Regions from separate parts of the Mus musculus genome. Here region 1 is linked to region 2. Evidence: chromatin contacts called from public Micro-C data. All regions are on one chromosome and are shown on one strand. Each heading gives the region's core, a stretch centred on a gene start, on an enhancer-like site or on the middle of the called end of the contact. The rest is flanking DNA. Distances are from core to core; before and after follow the strand shown. Region 1 overlaps Arhgap32 (Rho GTPase activating protein 32). Region 2 holds the start of Arhgap32 (Rho GTPase activating protein 32).

The links. A called contact is a pair of places that touch in the nucleus more often than the background predicts.
Region 1: a contact with region 2 is called in a Micro-C map of embryonic stem cells, with 2.6 times the contacts expected there. The contact joins the enhancer-like site here to the promoter of Arhgap32 in region 2. A contact is called at or near these places in 13 of 484 Hi-C or Micro-C datasets (common lymphoid progenitors, embryonic stem cells, hematopoietic stem and progenitor cells and 9 more), 7 of 115 datasets of contacts at active chromatin or transcription factors (embryonic basal ganglia, embryonic stem cells and stem cell-derived neural progenitor cells) and 2 of 9 other capture datasets (adipose tissue and liver).

What each region holds. Positions count from the first base shown.
Region 1 is chr9:32,135,190-32,140,118 of GRCm38.p6, forward strand. All of the region lies in intron 2 of Arhgap32 (Rho GTPase activating protein 32), which reads left to right. Among named protein-coding and RNA genes, the nearest start is that of Arhgap32, 110 kb to the left of the region's middle. Within about 2 kb of position 1,677, at least 19 of the 459 cell types and tissues checked have an H3K27ac peak or open chromatin away from gene starts, as enhancers often do. A contact at or near this core is called in embryonic stem cells and rod photoreceptor, where this site is marked.
Region 2 is chr9:32,029,312-32,034,299 of GRCm38.p6, forward strand. It overlaps Arhgap32 (Rho GTPase activating protein 32), which reads left to right and starts at 2,992. Exons shown (of 23, transcript NM_001370958.1): 1 at 2,992-3,421.

The sequences.
Region 1 (4,929 bases), core at 427-2,926, 100 kb after region 2:
TTAAAGTGTTACATTCAACACACACACAAAATTACTGAATTCTGTCTTTAGAATGCTAATTAATTTATCTGAGCACATGTGGAAATTACTTCTTATATATCATATATCATCAGTTCCTTGTTATAATCTCATTTATTATTTTTAGTTTTTTCATGTGTAAGTTTCTTGAGGGCTGGTACTATAATCCTTCCATTAAAAACATCACATTCAATAAATAGCAAATTTCTGAATGATAAAAGTATACAGGAGCCCCGAGGGGGTGCAGTTTACTTGGTTACATACTTGCCCAGCATGCATCAAGCCTTGAGCTTGATCCCCAGGACCACAGAAACCAGGTATGGAGACTCCCACATGTAGTCCCAGCATTCCCAAGGTGGAGGCAGGAGGATCAGAGGTTCAAGGTCATCATAAGCTGTGTAGCAAGTTAGAGACCAACCTGAGTTACCCAAGATCCCATGTCAAAAGACAAAGTGGGGGCTAGAGAGAGGCTTAGTGATTAAGAGCACTTACTGTTTTTCCAGAGGACCTGAATTTAGTTCCCAACATCTACGTAGAGGTTCCAAACTGTCTGTAAGTCCAATTCCAGGGAATCTTACACTCATTTTCGACTTCAGAAGGCAACAGGCATGTACATTGTGCATAGACATACGTTAAGGCTAAAACACTCATCCACTTAAAAATAAATAAATCTAAAACTTTAAAACAAAAGAAACTTAAAATGCAGAGATGAACTATAAGCCAGTATTTTAGTAACCTATCTCTAGAACTTCACGTTCACTTTAAATACTGAGTAAAAATAAAGTTTGCACTGTTTTCTCTCAACAACTACTCAAAGGAAATACTACTTTGAAAAAAAAAAAATCAGAGAAAACTGTTGCAGTAAATCTCCTCCCAAATAAGCCCAGGCAATGAAAACACAGCACAGTTAATATGATTACATACTGCGCATCTAGATTAGGCAGATCTACTGCTACACTATCCTCTTCCATAGCTTATAAGACACCCCCCCCCCCCCAGAACTTGCAGTTTCTCCAGGCCATGTGCTTCTGCTCTGCAATTTCTTCTTCTTTCTCCTCCTCTTCATCCTCTCCTCTTCCACTTTCTCCTTCCTCTCTCCCTCCCACCTTCTACTCCTCCTTCCCTTCTATCTGCCCAATCATCAGCTCTCCTTTATTTTACAAATTAAGGTGGGAAGCAGGTTTACTGGACATCACCTGAGTGCTGACTCATTCCTTGTTCACAACCACTCACAGGAGAAAGAAATGAACATCAAATATAATTAGCTCCAGGGCTAGCCACAACAGAAAACCTTTCAGAAATCTTCTCTAAAACAGTTCCACTTAATTAGTTTTTGAGTTCATAAGAAATAAATGGGTTTAAGATTTATAAAATTTATAAACTGTTGAATTTAAGGAATTTTATATAAAGACACTTTAAAAATCAAAGCAATAGTAAACTCTAAATTAGCACTTGTCACATAATTTTGAGGACCTGAGTTGGATCTGTGCACCCACATTAAAATCTGGGTGTAGTCCTGCTTGCTGTAATCCAAGCTGCTGAGGCTGGGAACCTGACTGCCGGCACAGGGAAGAAGGCACTTAAGAGACACAAGGAACTAAAGTGTGGGATTCAGTGAGGCTGTGCTTCTGTGGAGATGACCCAGAGCACTGATACATTGTATCAAGCCTGGCCAGGGTTTGCTAATCTCAGTAAGGGCTCTGCAGGCGAACAGGGTCGGGAGGATGTAGGCAGCCATCCCGGAAGAGGACGCTTCTGCAGGATCCGTTTGCACATAGGGTTTTAGCTAAGGTCACATTCACACTCTGGCCAGTGGATGTCCTTTCCATACCTAGAATCTGACACATCAGTGCCCTTTTCCCAGCCACGCTCATGTCAGTACGCACTCAATCAGGACTTCCTCCACTCTCCACACCCAGCACTTGGGAGGCAGAAAAAGGCTGGTTTTATTAACACCGGTCTAGCTAAATAGATGAGCTCTGGGTTCAGTGAGAGAGGAGGAGGTCCTGAGGAGGACCCCTGATGTGATCTTCTGCCTCTATACATGGGCACACGTGCGCTGCACAGATGTGCACAGGCACAGGCACATACATGGAACCCTTCTCACAAAATTAAAAATCTAATCTAGACATAGTGCCTACAGTCTCAGCAATTTAGGAAACTGAGAAGTTTGCTTGAGTCTAGAATTTGGGGGACAGCCTAGGCAACATAGTAAGGCCCTACCCCCACTTCTTTAAACAAGGTGAAACAAAACCAGTGAGCTAAACAAACAAACAAACAAATATACAGAAATAGAAACTTTCTAAATTACTAAAAATAAATTATTTGTAATTAGCATTGAGATTATTTAGTAATTGCATCATTAGGGTCTTTTAAACGCTAACATAAAACACCTGATGTGTGTGGTGTGTGTGTGTGTGTGTGTGTGTGTGTGTGTGTGTGGTGGAGGAGGTTTTTTTGTTTGTTTTTTTCCTCAAGTTTTGGACAAAATCCACCCTGACCATCACACCTAAGGTGTCTTTAGTATTGTAATGGTTTTGTTATTCACTTTAGGTTCACTTTAGGTTTGTTATTCACTTTAGGTTAGAGAAACAGTGTGTGAGCATCCGTAGTTTTAAGAACAGATGCTTCAGAGCACTGGGAACCGAAGGCTGTTGGGTTTAATAGTGCAGCGTGGAGCTCACCAAGCGGCAGTGTGAATTTTGATGAGCATGCTATTTTAATGCTTTCTGTTATGAATGGTTTTCACTTCAGTTTTCTTTTCAGTCATTAAAATTAACATGCGGTCAGAAGCTCGCTAGAAGCAGGTCAGTTCATGTTGGAGCAAATGAAATTATTGATAAGAAAACCAATGGTTCGTCTATAAATACCTATGTTAACATCTATATCTCCAAAAACAAGATACAATTTCATTTTCTAAAATATCACAGTTTTTAAAAGGAGAACAGTCAGTGTGTGTAGTATTGTCAGCTCTGCCCGTGTGAGCTCCATCCCCGCTATCACTTAAAGACACAGCACGTGCCTGCAAGCTTACACTCGGCTATTCATAAGGGTTATACCTTTCCCTCTACAGCTCCATGCGTCCCTTTAGGTTTGTTCCTTCCTGCGTCTTCACTGCCATTACAATGCACGTGGCCTCCATGTCCCTCTCCTAAGGACATCTGAGCATCATGAACTACAGACTTTTTACACATCCATCTTTGGGACTCCTTGCAAGAGCCCTCCCTTTTCCAGCTTTGTTGTTTATGTTAATCCACTGACTTGATTGTATTGTCCGTATTAAACACCTTGTATTGTTATGACTCAGATAAAGTCCTTTCCTCTTGATTGTATTGCTCCATCCACTGTGACTCTTACACAGTTCTCAGGTGTGCTGAGCTTTAAGTTCATACCTCGGAGGAAGCCTTCTAAACCACCACACTTGTGCTCCTCCATCATTTTGATGCCACGACACTAGACTTTTGATATTATTTTATGTTCAGTATAAGAAATACCAAAAATTAGTTATAGATGACACATGTGGATTTTGCATATTTGTGACCACGCCTATGTGTGCCCACATCTATGTGTGCTCCTTTGCCTAAAAAGTGCTGTTTTCCAGGTCAGTGCAAGGCACTTCCTCATTTTGAGAGGTCTTTATTCATATGTAACCATCTTAACAAAACAGTAACCTTGTACTTCCCCCTGTTGTGATTATAAAAAGATAAAGGGGTATAAGAATATGTTTTATGGGGGTGTGGTGAGGTATGGGGGAACGGGGTGCCTCGGCGGGCCCATGCCAAGGCATCCCTTCCCCCTGAGGGACCAGCCACATGGTATAGTATAGAATAGAGTTTATTCGGGGCATGGGGAGGGGAGTTAAGAGTGTAGTAGAGGCAGAGAAAGGCAGAAAGAGGGAGAGAGTAGAGAAGTAGAGGCCAGCCATGACCACATGGAGAGAGGGGGAGCAAGAGGCAAGAGAGAGAGGAGGGGGCAAGCAGCCCCTTTTATAGTGGGCCAGGCCTACCTGGCTATTGCCAGGTAACTGTGGGGAGGAGCATACCTGGCTGCTACCAGGAACTGTCGGGTGGAGTCCAGACAGAATGCCAGCACCCTCTGTTTCGGTTCTAATTTTCTCTGTATTATTTACAAATACTGAAATTTTATGTGATTATTTGCTTCCCCACTGCAATGTGAGTTGTGTGAGTAGAGCCTTTAGTTATGGTTAGTTACTGCTTTGTTTTCAGGAAATATTTGTTCACTAAAGGAAACTGCCATTCTTTATCCAAAGGAAATGACTTTTCCCCTTAAAACACTGATCTTTTCTCTTTATTTTACTTTCTGAACATTGTGCTGGTTAGTTTTGTCAACTTGATACAAACTCAAGTCTATGGGAAATCACCTGGGAAGAGGAAACCTCAGTTGATACGTGTCTTGATCAGATGGTACCTGCAGACTGTCTTTAACCTACTAGCTCACGAGTAATGATATGGAGACTTTTTATTAATTATGAAAGCTTGGCATTAGCTTAGGCTTGTTCCCAACTAGCTCTTATAACTTAATTAACCTGTTTATACTAATCCACATTATGCCACATGGCTCATTTACCAGAACATGTTTCTTCCTTTGCCTCTGGCTGGCAAGTCTCCCGCCTCCTGTTTCTTTCCTAGAGAAGTCCTATTTCTGCCAGGATGTCCCGCCTTTCCTTTCCTGGTTTGCTGTAGGCCATTCATCTCTTTATGAAACCAATCAGAAGGTGACGGAGAAGACGTTTACAAACTGAAGCTACAAAGACAAGCTTTACACAGTTCATAAGAGATTATCTAAACAAGATGTCCTGTAGGGGTGTCTGTGGGGGCATTTTCTTACTTGCTAATTGATATGTGAGGACCCAGCCCCTGTGGGAGGTGCTATTCCTAGGCAGGTGTGCCT
Region 2 (4,988 bases), core at 1,742-4,241:
GAAAGAAAAACCGCTTTGTGGGAGAAAAGTGATGGGTGAGAAGATGAAAAGCTTATCATTTCAAGTGCACCCAGATTTGTCAAACCCCAATGAAGAGGACACCGTAAGTCCTTAAAATGTCTCCCAATGGCTAGGAGAAATGCTTCAGTTAGCAAATCTTTTTGTTTGTTTGCTTGTTTTTCAAGATGGGTGTTCTTTGTGTATCTCTGGCTGTCCTGGAACTCCATCTATAGACCAGATTGACTTCAAACTCAGAGATCTGTTGGCCTCTGCCTTCCAAGGGCTGTGATTATAAAGGCGTGGGTCACCACGCTCAGAAGATAACAAGTGTTCAACAACAACAACAACAACAACCAAACTTCCTTTGTTGCTCTCCCCCTTTTAGAATGGGAATGTAATATGGAGCTGGTCTCTTGGTCAGAAAAATAAATACACAAAGCAATGTCATTTGTCAGCTTGGGAAAATTCTCTATTAAGCTTGGCCCACTCTTAACAACTTGCTTGTCTCAAGCCAGCTGTTGAGTATTCAGTTTTGGGATTTAAATAAGCTCCTTTCTCTCCTTCTCTACAACTCAAGGTTAGGCAAGTGTTACAGTCATCTGTGAGGCTGCTCTTTGGCTGGCTTTTCTTGTCTGCACTGTGACTCTGCTTCTCAGCCCTGAGAGGACTGCAATGCAACAGATCTGAGATGCAGGGAGGGAGCCCAGATGCCACCTCCTGGAAGATGACAGTGCCAAGGCTGAGCGAGGAGGCCAGCCTGAGGCATCCAACAGCTTGGGGTGGGGTGTGCATTCCTCTTTCCTTGTAAATACCGAAGCAAGTCACACATAGAAAGCAAATCCTATCACTTAGCTTTGTTTTATAGTTGGATAGACTTTTTCTTTTTCTTTTTTAATTCTTATTTTTAGGGAATGTTGCAATTTTTGTGATTTATAAATTTAGTCGCTGAGGATATCAGGAAGACCGAGGTACTTGATTACTGGAAGTATATAGAATACCAAGGTCAGATGTGAACAGAACTGCCCAGTGGTCAAGCCTTGGGTTAATACGCAGGCTTAGCACTGATAAGCACTGACACAGAGGTCATTCGGAGGATTCTTTCCAGCGGGAGGGAGCAAGGCTCGCAACAGACAAAGGAGGATCAGAATCCCTGGACTTGCCTGTACCTCTCAGAAACCCCGGAATCCATTCTTTCTTCAAACTAGATAAAATACAAATAAAAATATAGTTCCCAAAAGACTTAAGAGGATTTAAAACACTATATATACATATCTATCTATCTATCTATCTATCTATCTATCTATCTATCTATCTCCTAAACCCTACCTATCTCCTTTATCTATCACCGAAGCCTAACCCTGGATTCATCTAATCATCAAACAGTCAGTATTTCAGGGTTTTATGTAAGACTTTAGGACATGAAGGCTTTCTGACTGGAATGCAGATGGACTCCGGAGGATATGAGCTGAGAGTAGTCAATATACCATGCCCTTGGGCAAAACTGGCCTCCTGTGGTGACCCAGTTCTTCTTCCTCTCTTGACTGCCTCGGGTATCACAGGAGAGTCACATTTCATGCTCACCATTCCCCAGACCAACACAAGTTACTGGATTCATTCTTGTGCCTCGGGTAGACATTGCTCACTGGGACCCAAAGGGGAAGTTTGGATTTGGTAAAAAGAAAGAAAATTCAATTTCAGGTTTTCAGAGTTCCTTGTTTACCTTCTCTTCAAGAAGACCCCTAAGATCCTTCTTCCAGTAGAGGGCTGAGGTTCATCTACCAAACATGGCTTCTTGATGTTTCCCATCCTAGTCTGTGTCTCTGCCATTCACATTCCACAGCTTTCCTGGTTCTATGCTAGAAAACATGTAGGCTATTTACCCTAAAGTAACGTTGGTTCTACTGACACTGTCAGGAAAATGGAATTACCATACATGTTCATTACTGTACACTCTCTAATTTCTCCCCAGGATGTGGTAAAATCCTGGTTTGTGTGTGCCCTTGAAATTCAGCTAATTGCGGTCAAGGCCATGTTTTACATTCAATGACTCCCACTGAAATGACTAAATGCTGAGTGGACCCAATCACTGCAGTGACATTAGATGATGCAGTATTTGGCATTAATAGGCTTAAACATAAAAGCAAGTTACGTAGGTTAACTGCTCCCCTTGCCCCCAACATTTCGATATGGAACGAGTCAGAAGGACTAAAAGGTATATAGATTAAAAGGGGGAGAGGGGGATGATGGAAGCTGCGGTAGAGGAAAATCAGACTATCCAGCTATCTCTCCTGCATTTTGTCATTCTGATGGTCGTTGCAGGTGGAAGTGCTGTTCAGCCTTCGGAGGCGGAACAAAAGAACCATGGAAGAATCAAGGGCAATGGCATCCAGTCAGGGGATTCCTAGGGAGTCCCTCTGTATCCGTCTCTTACCACGCACCTTCAAGTTCCCTACTCTTTCACCCTTTCTTGCCCTTCTCCTCAGCTACACCACTTTGAATTTGCTGGTCCAGAACTCTGGATGAAGAAGCTAACTGAGGGAACTCTCAGGCACCCTGCCCCTCAATTCCAAAATATAAGCGGTGCGAGTTCATTCTAGCCTCCAAGCAAGCAGAGAGCACGGGCGGAGGATCTCCTGCCTAGCGGCAACGACCCCTTCCCTCCCGGGTGCAGGGACAGGATTGTAGGGTCAGCAGTGGGAGGAGAGAAGCCACTGCCGTAGTCTCGGACGATGCCTTTTCCTGCGGCGGCTCTGGAATCTTTGCCCCCCCACCAGGACACAGAGGCCGAGGGGAGGACAGCCAAAGTGCAAGCCCCAGGGCGGCCACTCGGCTCCCCTCTTCCTCTCCAAGTGGCCCCCAGCCGCGCCCCCCGCCGTGCACATGCTTTCCCGGGACAACAGCAGGCGAGGCCTCGATGCGCGCGAGGCGGCCGTGCGCGCGCTCCTTGCGCCCTCCTCGCGCGTGCTCGTGCCCGCGGCCGCGGTGGCGCGCCTCTTCTCCCGCTGCGGGCGTCGCGGGTGCAGAGGAGGCGGAGCGCTGGAGGCGGAGGCCAAGCGGGCGCGGACCAGCGGGGCGGGGGCGACCCGAGGCGTGCGGGCGAGGGGGCTCTGCAGCGCGCGGCGGCGGCGGCGGCGGCCCGGGGGTCGTGACGGCCGCGGAAGGGGAGCGCGCCGCTTGCCTGAGGTGCAGACCCAAGGCCGCGGCCCGCAGCCGGCGCCCCCGCGCCTGACGGGGCGGCGAGGCGGGATGAGGCGCTGGCGCGGGGGGCGCCCGGCCGAGCCCCCGCGGCGGCCCTGGGCGGCCCGGCGCTAGGCGCGGCGGCGGCGGACGAGGACGGCGGGCCCAGCCCGCGGAGGGCAGACACGGAGCGGAGAGCGGCGCGAAGCGACGCCGCGGCGGCGCGGCGGGGCCGCGGGGCTCGGTAAGGCGCGGGCGGGCGGGCGGGCTGGCCGGGGGCGCCGCTGACGTGGGCCGCGCGGCGGGCAGGGCTGCGGGGCCTCCTAGCTTGGCCGGCACCGGTGCTTCTGGGCGTGCACGTTGCGATAGGATGCTCTTGGGGGCATCTCGGGTCTCTCCCGCCTCCCGGGGCGACAGAACTGCGTGCCCGCCACCTCTCGCTAGCATCCCTCGGCGAACTGGGCGTTCCGACGGCCTCCGGGCCTGCTGCGACGCTTCCCGCCCGAGGCCGAGTCCGGCAACTGCGCCCCTCCACGGGGACCCGGCTGCTCCCGGAGGAACCCCGGCGCGGGTAGGGGCAGCGGAGCCAGCGGTCTCCGCTCCCTGGGACTCCAGTGGAGTTTCTCCTCTTATTCTAATTGGTTGAAGTTGCTGTTTCAGTTGGACATTAGTGATGACTTAGTGCCTCTCTCTTCCCCCTGGCTTCCCTCGTCACCTCCCGCGTACTGCGTTACCCATTTTGTTGACTAGAGTAAATATTTATGTTAAAGGTTTCGTGCCTGGCGTAGAGGACACTGGAGGGAGAAAATCAGACCTGATTTCTTAGCTTTAGTCTGGATCCTTTAGATCCTTACCTGCAGTTGAGACTTAGAGAAAGTGGTGGGAGGAGGAGGCCCATCTCGGGATGCTTGGGATGGTCTCCTAGTTATCCTTTAGGAAATAGAATTGGGATAATTATAATCTTGATCGTATGCAGAACTACAGTCAAGCTGTAAACTGCTCGAGGCACTGCATGATGCTACATGGATAGCTGGGCCGTGGCACTGTTGTCAGCATCTCTTTTATTTTCCATTCTTTCAGAGTTTTATTTGGCGCAGATTGAGACCTTTTAAGTGCATCTGAATGGGCAGAACTTTTCTGATACATTGGTTGCTTATGTAAACACTGCCATTATTTGTGTGTTTCTATTGGAAGAAGAAAAGGCAAACGGTGCTTGTCGTAACTGGCCCTTGAAGTCCACAAACTGCTTAGTTTGATTCAGTGACTGGGTTTGTGGGAATATTTTTGAGTAATGATGCTTGTGGTTGGTGAATGCATTTTTTTCATTATTGAATGAACTGACGTCTACATTTGTTCCTTGGCCTTGAGTGGGAAGGCATCAGGAGCAGCAGTTGCCACAGCACAGCCTCAAGAGTTCAACCCTCTTGCTGAATGTTCTTGTTCATCGGGTTGTTTGTAAAGATGAGGGATGCTGATGTGATGTGATTCCCATTAGCAGGGATGTCTGGAATCTGATTCATCCTAAAGATAGCTATGGTGGAGCTGCTCCTCAGGACCAGAAGTGAGGTTGGAACTGTGCTTAAGCCAGTTAATCCGTTCTTATCGTGCTCTGTGTGGCAGTCTCTGGAATAAAGCAGCACTTTGGACAGAGGCTTGTCCAGCTGGAGCTATGGTGGCAGCCTAGATTGCTTATGATCCTGCCCATGGAGATGGGGGCAGGGTGACACGGGGTGGGGGTGGGGGCAACAACGTATGTGGGACAGAGAGGAAGTGTTAGTTGGAGAACCGTGGTCAGTTATATAACAGTTTTG